Linked DNA regions of Urocitellus parryii: region 1 is linked to region 2. The links are chromatin contacts, called in public Hi-C maps. All regions are on one chromosome and are shown on one strand. The core of a region is the stretch at or near the end of the contact, and the rest is flanking DNA. Distances in the headings are between cores, read along the strand shown.

Region 1 (6,041 bases), core at 757-3,256, 310 kb before region 2:
TATCTAACTGAACCCAGGTGTCTCCTCCTGCCCCAAACCTAGGAGACATCAGCTCCTGCTCTTTCTTTCCCAGTCCCCACATCTAATCAATTCCAGCTTGAGTAGTCTACTTCCTTCTGCCATTAGTAACTCTTCAGAAGCACTGCAGTGGTCTCCTACATGGTCTCTTAGCTACCACTGTAGCACATTTCTGAAAGGCAAATCAGATCACGTAATTCCTGTTTAAAACCCTTCAGTGGCACCCTGTCTCCTCAGTTTACATTCCTTCATTGCCCAGTACACACAGCCTCTCTTTCACCTTTCATTTTACAAATCACCCATAGTAATTTCAGATCCTTAAATTTACCACACCCTTAACTGGGGGAGAGTGTTCCAAGTAAATAAACAGAACATTGATAGCAGTGAAAACTGGTAAGTTTATAGGACCAAAAATCTAACTGAAAGATTAAAGTTAAATCTAAAGTTAAAACAAACAAACAAACAAACAAAAGCCTTGGCTCTTGGTAAAAGTAACAAATGTTTTGTACCATTTTCCTCATATTTCTGATTTTGATTTAGGAGTTTAAGTGGGCTTTGTTAAAGGAAGAAAATCAGGAATCTAAAGAACAATATATGCTTGATACAGGGGAAGAACAAAATCTATTTGTAGAGATTAAATATGCTCCCTTCAGTTCATCTACCAAAAACTTAACAACATATACTCATGGTAGTCCTTAACCAAAATGACCCTCGTAGTTGTATTTCCATGTAATTCCAATAATGAGATTGTCTTTTTGCAGAAGCAGCAGCAGCAAAAAATTTAAATATATATATATATATATATATATATATATATATTTATTTCCAGGATTTCACACACTAAAAGTATCCAAATTAATGAATTAACATTCCTGAAATTACTAAAAGTAACTAAGAAACTTGCAATTTTTAACACAAGAAATTGGAACTCTAATTATGAATTAGAAGGGAAAACTAAACAATTATAAACTAGACAGGAATATTTGTTATGCTTTTCATTCTACTTTGGAACATGCTTGAATTTTTCATAAGTCAATTCAAAAAATAATGAACAGTTACTTCTAAAACTTGCCACTAAAGTTGGAAATTGGTCAGTATGTTACATCACAATATATAAAAAAGCCAATATTTAAAAGATAATCAAAGAATTTGCACTGTTATCTTCCCCAACGCTTTGTCTGCAAACAAGCCATTATATTAATCCAGTATTTGTATCAATAAGTGTGTACATGGAAAGAAATTGTTGTCCCCTCCTAGTGTGTCATTTAGGTTCACTTATATGTCGTTTTTTACTCTTCACGATAACCATAGTAATTTATTCTTGTCTTCACTTTACAGATAAGAAAATGGAAGAGCAAAAAGTGAAGGAACATGGTCTTGGTTTCATATACTAAAAGATGAATCCAAAGCTCAAGAGTTTTCCAGTACAGCATTCTGGAAGGAGTTGAATGTTCAAACTTTGTCCTCAACGACAATACTACCTTCTATTCTTTTCAAGACTTTTTCTTCCAGAATCTTTATATCTTTAGCTAGATTACACTTCCAAGAAAACTGTCTAGGAATAGTAAATGATATAAGAATACATTTTTGTCACAGCACACACTCTTCCCCATAAGCTTAATTTGACACTGCAATAACCACATTTAATGGTTGACCTTCATTTAAAAACTATTTTACAGAAAATTTTTCAAAGCCCCACTTCACCGTCTCACATTATTTATCAAATTATCCTGGGGCATTTACTTATATCCTCATCTTTGATCCTTACAGCCCAGAAACAGAGGATAATACTCATAAGCAAGCCAATTCTATCGCCTTGTTTTGAAAACTGTACTTTGCTTCCACCCATTGAAAGCAAGGTTAATGGAGAAAATATCCATACCTGCCAGAATCAAGTAAGTTGCAACAATGTTGTGTTCAGTCTGCGAAAAGACAGAGCCATCTTCATTTTTTAAGTCTGAACTGTTATCTAAATTATTCTTTAGCATTTTTAGAAGGAAGATATTGAGACAGCCTTCATAATAAGCCTTCAATAATTATGAACTGTTTCAAGGGTCCAGGAGGAAAGATTTTTCAGGACCAATCATTTCCAGTGAGAGACCTCAAAGAAGGACCTTTTCATAGAGGTCTTCCCTTAACAAGTATAATTGGGCTAAAGAGGAAGGGATTTTAATTCCCAGAGCAAGGGAAAAGCTTATTAGCAAAACAAAGAAATACCAAGTACCACACATTTTAACCAATTTTGGCATCAGTCTTATATTTAAGCAGATTATCAAGCACACACATCCTATTTCAATAATAAACTCAGAAAATCAGTGCAGGAGCTGACTTAACTTTTTTGTCTGAAATCTACAAGCCAGATTTAGTCCTCTGTAACTGCTCAGATTAAGGATCCTGTTTTCTTGTTGACCCTTTGAGATTTTCCATCTCAGTTTCCTGTTTTCCTTAACAATTTAAATAATCAGAGATAAAAAGTAATCTCCCCCCATACTTCCAAATCTCACTCCCCTAAATTTAGGTATCAATATTGTTTGGTGTGCATTCATTCTTAAGTTTTTCTTTGCTTATATAAACATGTTTATATAAAAGAGTCTGAGGTTTCTCACATTTTTCCCCTTTTAAACAAAAATGTGATCTATGTATATAAATATATAAACATTATGTATATATATGAACACAAACATCATATATATATATAATGTAATTTGTTTCCATAAATGCCACATAATAAGTTCAAGGTAATAAACTTATTAATAGATACATATTCAAAGGATGGATCTACTCCACCATCTACCTCTGTTTAATTACCCACTTTGATATGCACAAGAGTAATCAACAGTATCTGGATTCAGTCATTCATTTTGTAAAGGTTAATTCTAATATTCTGGATTACCATGTTATAATCTGAAAAACAAGTTGCAATATGAACATGTACTGCTAAACAAGACAAGGTATCAGTACTTTTTTTGTATTTTAACCACTACAACATTAAAATCTGATTCTTCTTAATAGTGAACTTCAATCAAGAGAAATGCTTAGATACACCAAAATTAATAGTGTAAGCATATAACAGAACCACTAGAGGGCTATATTTGTCCATTTACTTACTTTAATTCAATGATTGGCATAATCTTCTCACCTCAGTTCTCACATGAATATAAACAGAAGAACACAGGTTGATTAATCTGTTCCCATTGATTTAGCTACTAGTACTCAAATTCTTATAAATGTAAAGTAATACTCTGCAGAGTACCTATAATAGAAAAATTATCTTCAGTATTCCAAAATACCAAAATATTTTCAAATAACACTAAAAAGTAAACAGTACTATGAAGAACTCTGTTAAAAGCCTGTGGTTATTGGATTTTAAGGTTGTTTCCTTGCTTAGGAAAAAGACTGAAAACCAAAGTTGAAAATGGTCAATGACCTCAAGATATACATAAGGTAAAAGCTGAAATCTCTTAAGTGGTTTGTCTACTGTTGCATACATTACTTTCATTATTACCATTTTAGGCTTTTTTAAATACTAAAAAGAAAAAAAAAACTTTTTAGTAATGTAACACTATTACTTGTCCTTCGGTCAATGCTACTGTCCCTCTGGTACTAATACCATTTAAAAATCAAGAGCAAAATCTCATCCCAAAGACTCTGAATCAAAGAGCCATCTTTCCTGAGCTGTTATGCACAACCACCTCTTTGCATGAAAGAGAAATTTCAACATATCATTTATGGCCTATATGTTGATTAATCTTGCTGTAATTCCATTAATTAAAAAGGATAAGTAAAACCCAAAATACTGATAATAAGCAATTACATGCTATTTAAATGAGCATTAAAGAGTTAATCATTCATGCTAGAAAACTTAATATAAATATTTCCTGCTGAGAAATAACAAGTGAGAGAAAAAAATCTCAAATGATAGTTGGTGAATGGTCCCATGTCACGGTATTCTAACTTACTACCATGGTTATTTCTTGATACTACTATACTAACAATGGTGACTAAAACCAATTTCATTTGTAACATCCCTACCCAAGAATATGAACATGTGAAAGACAATGAAATCATTTATGGTGAATAACATCTTAAACCTTTACAGTCCTCTAAAAATAAGGAAAATTTAGAACATTTACAACTGTTAATAACATATCTATGTTCAATGAGAAAAGTTCAATAAGAAAAATTAAGCATTTCTTAAGAAATTTCTTTAACTAGTTCTCACTTGAACATAGCTACTCATATTTAAATAGATTCATAGCAAGATTTTAAAATTATTAACTACAATTAGAGAAACTGCTTTACTCTATGTACTAACACACAAAAAAGAAAAGGGAAATAAAAGATGCGAATGTTCTCATACACAAAAGGCAAACATTTGGAAAGAGGTACTAATTTATAAATAATCTTAAAGTATTACTCCAGTAGTATGTTTCTTTAGAATATCAGTAATTTATATAAACAAATCCTGTTTTGTTTTTTTCTATCTGTAATTCACTGGGTTTAAGCTCTAGTTGTGTCTTTAAATTTCAAAAACTAGATTTGGTTCAATAAACACACTAAAGAATTTAAAGGAATAAAACATTTTATTTAAAAAATTCATATATGCTTCAAATGAAAACTCCTTTCCATTTATTAAGCACCCACAGAGTACCAGGCACTATACAAAATATAAAGACTTATTTCTGCTCTTTCAGAGCTAAAATGATGGTTCTGCTGCACTCATTTATGCATAACACTGACACACCAACTCCACTGTCACAAAATGACTACATCTTCCAAGACTTGCTCAAGACATTCAGTTTCCAATCCAGAGCAGAAGCAGATCATGCAGTTAAAGCAGAAGTCAACTGATGAAGTCTGTCAGATGCTATATCTAATGTCCTCTCCCTGGGCAAGAGAAAATTAAAGTGTTAACGGAACAGAAAAGAGATTTTTAGTAAATTTACCTTACCAAATGTAACTGTCATTCATACTATACCTTTCTTTGATTTTCAAATTAAAAATACAGCAAAATGTTAGAAATACAGGAAAAAATTTAAAAGAGGAAAAAAAAAGGATATAAAATGAAGCCAAAAATTAGTCTAAAGCAAAGAATACCACAATGTTCTATTTACTTGCTAGCAGAGAGAAAATTAAAAGAAGAAAATGGCAGATAGTATCAATCCTAAAAATTCAGTCATTAAAGACATTTTTTTCTCATACTCACCTCGGAAACCACCACCCCCTCTTCCTCCTCTGAAGCCACCACCTCCTCTTCCACCTCTAAATCCACCTAAAAGGGGAAATTTTATTAAATAACTGTAGCTTCTCACTTGCTGATAAGCCAACAAAGATACAATTCCTATAATTAAAAAGAACAAATGCAGATTCACCTATTTTTTCTTACATAAATTTTTTTTCGAAGATAAAAATGGAGAAACTTAGCAGTTCTCCAATCAGGCAGGAGGGCAAACCCCAGATTACCAACTTTAGATAGGACTCCATCATTATGAATCAGAAAAACTTATCAAAGTATGATTTAGCACTATTGCTAGGTTATTAATTATGTTATTGAGTTCTATAGTTTCCTTATTTAACTTTTGTTTGGAAGATCTGTCCAGTGGTGAGAGAGGTGTATTAAAGTCTCCCATGATTATTGTATGGTGGTCTATTAGACTCTTGAACTTGAGAAGCGTTTGCTTGATGAACATAGCAGCACCGTTGTTTGGGGCATATATATTTATGATTGTTATGTCTTGTTGGTGTATGGTTCCCTTGAGCAGTATGAAGTGTCCTTCTTTATCCCTTTTGATTAACTTTGGCTTGAAATCTATTTTATTAGATATGAGTATGGACACTCCTGCTTGTTTCCGCAGTCCATATGAGTGGTATGATTTTTCCCACCCTTTCACCTTCAGTCTATGAATATCTTTTCCTATCAGATGCGTCTCCTGTAGGCAGCATATTGTTGGGTCTTGTTTTGTGATCCATTCTGCTAGCCTGTGTCTCTTAATTGGTGAGTTTAAGCCATTAACATTTAAGGT
Region 2 (6,475 bases), core at 85-2,584:
CCCCCTCCCCCACTCCTAACCGCGAACACTCCAAATCTCAAGATTAGGGAACAGATTTCCTAGAAATTATGATTTTTCAGCTGAAATTCCTGCATATTCAAAGCCTATGATCTTAGTATAAAAGCGGCTTTCATGCTGTACCGGCTGCTCCCCTATAAAGGCCTTGCCTCAAAGCAGGACCAACCAACTCTGGCACGTTTTTTTTTTTTTTTTTTTTCTATTTCTGAAAGTGGAGCTAGAATTAAAAAAAAAAAAAAAAATCAAAAGAAAGACCGAAAAATATTCGTTTAGATCCGTTTGACACCTGCTCTCTTTCAAACACCACAAGCAAACTCCAAAAGCTTAAGCAGCAGAAGCAACATCAATGACAGATCTTGAGGCCAAACTGGGTCAGGGTTACTGTTACACTTAGATAGCATTTTTACGCCCTTTTGTCTACAAACTTGGGTGCAAACTTAAGTTCTCTTCAAGTCAGCCCGCTCCTTGGGACTCGGAAATCAAAGCGATTTTCCTGAGACAGGAAGGGTACAATCCACCCGGCTTGATGACTGCATCAGCCTTCCACAGACCACGCACTCTGCGGCCTGGGCTGCTCGCCGGCTCTCCCAGCCAAGGGGTCGCTCAGGCCAACTAGCCCGCGCCCAGGCTGGGTAGCCCGGGTTCACTCGGTACGTAGGACTGCCCCTTTCCCAGGGCACCGACTCCCCCGCGGCGCTTTAGGGCCTAGGGTCACATTACATAAATACCCGGCTTTCCCAGGCCGACCCCCACCCCCACGCCAGGGCGCCCCTCCCCTCGCGTCCCCACCTCTGCCCCCGACCCCCACCACTCCCGCGGCGGCAGGGTCCCCGCGCGGTACCCCCAGCCCAGCGCCTGGCCCAGACCCCTCCCGGCGCAGGCCGCCCCAAAGCGGCCGCGCAGGCCGCCCCGCCGGCGCTAGGCCCCGCGCTCCGCCTGGGCCACCCGGCTCACCGTTCTGGTGGTGCGGCGCCGGGCCGGGGCCTGAGGGCGCGGCGGCTCCCGAGGCGGCGGCTCCGGCGAACTTGGGCGGGATCCGGGCGCTGGCGGCCGGGTGAGGGGACCCGGCGGGGGCCGACATGACGGCGCTGCTGGCGGCGGCGGCTCCGCTTAGGGGAGGTGGGCGGAGGGAAAGGAAGGCGGGGCCGGAGAGGCTAGAGGAAGAGGAAGGAACGCGCCCGGCGTCACCAAGGGAGTCACCCGGGACCGCGACTGGATTGCTCACGCTCCACCGCTGAGCCCAGCGCCGCCGCTTGACCGCCGCGGGGCGCCGGGATCCTGGCCGGCAGGGCCCAGCTTCGCCCCGCGCCGCGCGGCGGGACTCCCACCTAAGGCCAATCCCCGCACGCGCGGGCCTCGCGCCGCCGCAGCGACCCCTGCAGGCGGGAGCCGTTCGAGTCTGATTTTGCGGGGCCGGCCGGGGCGAGGCTGCTTCCTTGAGAAGCCTCGTTGAGAGCCTGGAGGATGGGGGCTGGGGGCTGGGGACTTGGGCTCTGTTCCACCTGGAGCTGAGGCTGGAGCGGCCACGGCGGCGGGCCTGGGTCGGGCAGAGCCCGGCAGTGGTATTCGAAGCTGCAGATTGATGTCCTGAGCTTTGAGCAACCCCAAATCCAACGGACACACCCCGCCCTCCAAAGAGGAATCTTGGCTTCGGTTTTGTTTTTTATTATTATTATTTTAAATATTTATTTTTTAGTTTTAGGTGGACACAATATCTTTATTTTATATTTATGTGGTGCTGGGGATCGAACCCAGTGCCTCATGCATGCTAGACAAGCATTCTACCACGGAGCCACAACTCCAGCCCCTTGTTTTTTTATTTTTGTTTTTTTTTTTCCTCCTTGATTCCAAAGAAAATACAGCATTCAAGATCTATGTCTGTTGGTAATGTATAATTCCTTGGCAAAGAAAAAGGAAGCATTTCTTTATGATAAACAAGGCTCACCGTAAGAATTGTATTATTCAAAACTTTCCACGGTGACTGTAAAGTATCTAAGGAAGAGGAAGGCAAAAATAGAGTAAAGGACAGCTGAAAGACAAAACTTCCATTTATTTATTTGTTTACTTACTTATTTATGTATTTATGTTTGCCAAGGATTTGGCTGATCCTGTTGATATTCAGGGAAGCTGCGGCATTCAGAAGCTTGCTTTGTCTATTATTAGTGAAATCTTTGAATTGCTCTGGTCTATCCAGCATGCAAACTGGCAAGCCAGGACTACCTTACCAAAGTCATTTTGGCATCTTGGAATCTTCAGGAGGCCACTATCATTCTGTCCTTGAAAATGAAATTGCTAAGAAAGATTCCATTCAGAATGGAATCTAGCGAGATGATGTTTCTGGACTGATGAGAAGTCTAATTTACCTCAAGATTATGCAAAACATAAAGTGTGTTTTAGTCCCTGGGTAATACAAAGCTTTTCTTTTGTTATGACAAGTTAATGATGCTGGATACTTCAATGGACCAGAAAAACCACAAATAGGATTTTAGTGGCTGTATTTATACTTTTGAGTTCTAGGATTTTCTACTACAGTATTCTCCATATACCTATATTTCATAGCCTTTCCAGCTTTCCACAGAAACCTAAGCTTCATTTGAGCAAAAAAAAAGATCACACTCTGCCTCATCAAGGAGATTACACAGTTGAAAACTTCAACACTACCCAGGGTCCTTTGAATTTGGATTAAAGGCTGCCATTATGAGAGTAAGGGAATAACTAGGCTATTGACTTTGTGCCCCTGGAATGTATCTTCCCAGGTTTGAGAAGCCATAGGTATGTGGAGTTAAGCGCTAAAAGCGCTCCCCTGAAGAGAAGGATTGGGACTATATTTTCATAGATCTTCCCCACAGTCTTTAGCACCTAAGCTGCTTCCAGTTGTCCTGTAACTCACAATAGTATTTTTCTAGCATGTTTATGCCAGTGTTCAGGACATGCTATACCAGATAGCATGTACACCAATAACACTTTGGTGTATTGAATATTTTAAGCCAAAGGAATTTGAGAAATGGCAGGTGTAGGAAGGACTCTCTGACTTTTCCCTGAAGTGGTCCAAAAGACCCTCATATCAGAGTTGACCTCTCTTCATTTGGGGAAAAAAATGCATCTTCAGCTCTGAAGACAGGAATGCTGAGAGAAGTCTAGGTGAACAGGACTTGCTAGTTGCCCCTTTTTGTTCTCTCACGTTTTTCCACATCTCTTTACTCTTCCTCAAACCTAATGTAAAACACTCATGTTTCATTCTTTCTTCAGGTCTTCATTTTCTTTATGAATTTGCATTAAAAAAATGTATATCCCTTTCTTTTGTTAGTCTGCCTTTTGTTACAAGGACCCCAGTAGGAACCTAGAAGGATAGAAGGAAAAGATTTTTCCTCCCTTAACATTTCCTATCACCTCTATGAAAGTATTACTTCACTGTCTTGTTAAAGTTCCATAACTGCTAGGCCAAGCGCTGTGGCCTGTAATCTCAGTGGTTTGGGAGGTTGAGACAGAAAGATTGTGATTCCAAAGCCAGCCTCAGCAACTTAGTGAGGCCTTAAGCAACTCAACGAGGCCCTGTCTCTAAATAAAATATAAAAAAGGGCTGGTTCCGTGGTTAAGCACCCCAGGGTTCAATCCCTAGTACCAAAAAAAAAAAAAAAAAAAAAGTTCCATGACTGCTAGGGACAAAGAAAAGGATGAAGAATTGAATGAATACTTGCCATATAGCAGGCATTGGGCGTGTGTGTGTGTGTGTGTGTGTGTGTACATATATATGCATATATTGAGTTCTCACAATTATCCTATGGGATATTTTTCTTACCTGCATTTGGCTGGTGAGTAAAAATCATGAACCTGTAATTAACAGAACCAGAGATCAAACCAAATTCTATTTAGCTTCAATGTTTTTGTTCTACTCACTGCAAACTAGACTGGGTTCATATTTCTCCCCATAGAGTTATGTTAATTATGATATCCTATTTTGTATCTCAAAGGATTTTCAGTTTTACATATTTAGGATTTGTTTCAATATTTTTTGGTTTGATGGATCTCAAACTGTTTGAGATGCAAATTCTCAGGCCCAACCCCAGACCTACTGAATCAGACACTCTGGAGATAGGGCCCAACAATAAGCTCTCCAAGTGATTCTGAAGTACTAGAAAGTGTTGAGAATCATCACTTTTAAAGAGCTGAAATTGACTCATTCATTTTGACTTTGTGAGATGATGATCCTTTTTTAAGATATCTCTCCAATCTTTTACAAACCCTTATAAGTGGTATTTTGTACATTTGTGATTACAATCCCATGAGTGCCAAATATGGTAGTTCTTTTGTCACCTTACATGGTTTGATGTGCAGGGCTAATGGAAATGCTGACGCCAAGTCTGTTCAATGGGGCAAAATTGAAATTAATACCTGCCACATAAACAGAAGGGAAATTTTTGATGTGTGTCAAATTGTAACATAGGGCCATGCACAGTGGTGCATGCCTATAACTCCAGCAATAGGAGGATCACATTAGAAGCCAGCCTCATCAACTTAGCAAAACCCTGTCTCAAAAAAAAAGGGAAAGAAACAGATGTCTTTAATTATCATCCCAACTTAGGACTCACTGTCTGTAGCTGAAGTATGACAGCCTTGGACAACTGAACACCTACCTATTTCAAGAAACAATTGTCCAGTTCTTTTTCTATGTAGCCTGATTTTCCATATTCCTCCACCAGGTTTTATGCTCTAGTTTTAAATTATACTTGGCATTTATAGTGACATTTTCTATTAGTTATCCCCTCCAAATATGAAGAAACTTTTTATTTCTCCTTTATTTGAACTATTTACAAATTCACTGCAAGCTTGAGGCCAGCCTCAGCAACTGTTTTAGTCAGCTTTTGTGTAGCTGACTACACAGACATACACAGATGAATAAGGTATGCAGAATCTTTTAAGTATATTCCTACTCAATTGGATTTGGATTTCTTAATTTTTTTTCCTACAAACTTACTATATTATTTTCCCTTCGGCTCATTGGTGAATCTTTGTTTCTTCTTTTCATTATGGCATTCTAATTTGAATTTTACCATTTATATTGTCATGGGAAAATTAATTTCACTAACCTTTATGTTATTTAATCATAGGTAGTTGTCATTTCACTATCATTTATGTCTCAACTAAGACCTAGGTAAGATTCTAAAAGAAGAAAAAGAAAGAAATTACTAGTCAAATAATTAACACATAGTCAAACTTTGCACTTACAGGAAATTCCCTCAGACTCTCTCATTTGACTGTTCTTTTGTTTTGCTTTTTGTGGTACTATAACAGGAAATTAAAGAGGCTGCCTTTATTGAAAGCAATGTCCTTTAGGTCTGCAGATACCCAATGGGTAACTAAAAGCAGGATAAAGCATGGCATCTCTGCCTTCCTTTTCTGTCACCCTTAAACTTTGTGACCTGCTCAGCTCTGCACATAGACATTTTAATCATTTAAGGAGTTTTCATCTACAAACTGGTAAGACAGGTTTTTTGTTTTTTTTTTTTTTTTTAGCCTTAAATATACCTAATCTAGCTTATCCCCTCAAGGCTGAGGCAAGATTTTGTAGGGACATTTACAATAGCCTGTTTTAGACCCCAGGAATAACACCTAGAAGTCTCTAGACACTTTCCAGGAACAGTAGAGCCTTGCAGGTACATCACCCCACAATGAGACTCCCCTGCTAAGTAGGAGCAGTCATCTCCTGGGAACCCAATAGTTCTTTCCAGTATCACAGGTCTGATAGATTAAAAACCCTGAGCAGCAAATGGAGCTTGACCACTCAAGTAATAAGGACATCTCTAGAGCCACCATGGAACCAAAAATGAGATAATGATTAACCATATCAAAATTTGATCAAAACTGCTTAATTATACATACTTCTCATTTCCTGCCCAAGTTTTTCTTCTACTGAAACCTAAAAGGTCATGTCAGCACCCAGAAGACAGGACTGAGATGCTTGATCTATCTTTCCCTTCCCAATATGACCATAGTAATTAAAGTTCCTTTCCTGCTTTTTTTCACCATTACCTTTTCAGTTTGGTGTTTGGGTGGCCCAACCTGGTTTGGGCCCAACCTAGTTTGTTGGATCCTTCAGAGTCAGGCCTCTGGCCTAGTATTCCTGTAACAGTGCTAATTGAACCTAGAGCTCATGCATGCTAGGCAACCCAGCCCTTTTTATTTTTTATTTTGAGACAAGGTCTTGCTAAGCTACTCACGCTGATCTCCTGAGTCCCTGGATTACATGTGTGTGCCAGTGCGCCTGGTCTTAGCTATTGTTTTTTTTTTTTTCCCAAGCCAAACTGTATCCAGCTTTATTAAAGATACTTTTCATAAACAATCATGGTATTTCAGGCAGGATTGGCTATTATTTTTGATAAGCTCTAATTTTTATAGAGAATTATCCATCCCATATTAGGAACAATGAGTGACAAGACAGGAAGGAAATGCTATTGTT

The links. Hi-C and Micro-C count contacts between places; a contact is called where the count stands out from the background.
Region 1: a Hi-C map of muscle shows a contact between it and region 2, with 4 times the contacts expected there. The contact joins the promoter of Rrh here to the promoter of Sec24b in region 2. A contact is called at or near these places in 2 of 2 Hi-C or Micro-C datasets (liver and muscle).

The regions. Positions count from the first base shown.
Region 1 is chr10:56,449,805-56,455,845 of mUroPar1.hap1, reverse strand. Rrh (retinal pigment epithelium-derived rhodopsin homolog) reads right to left here and starts at 2,006. Exons shown (of 7, transcript XM_026410624.2): 1 at 1,901-2,006. The coding sequence starts at 2,006. It overlaps Gar1 (GAR1 ribonucleoprotein), which reads right to left. Exons shown (of 14, transcript XM_026410623.2): 13 at 5,225-5,290; 14 at 4,583-4,905. The coding sequence ends at 4,892.
Region 2 is chr10:56,134,231-56,140,705 of mUroPar1.hap1, reverse strand. Sec24b (SEC24 homolog B, COPII component) reads right to left here and starts at 1,334. Exons shown (of 23, transcript XM_026379531.2): 1 at 973-1,334. The coding sequence starts at 1,099.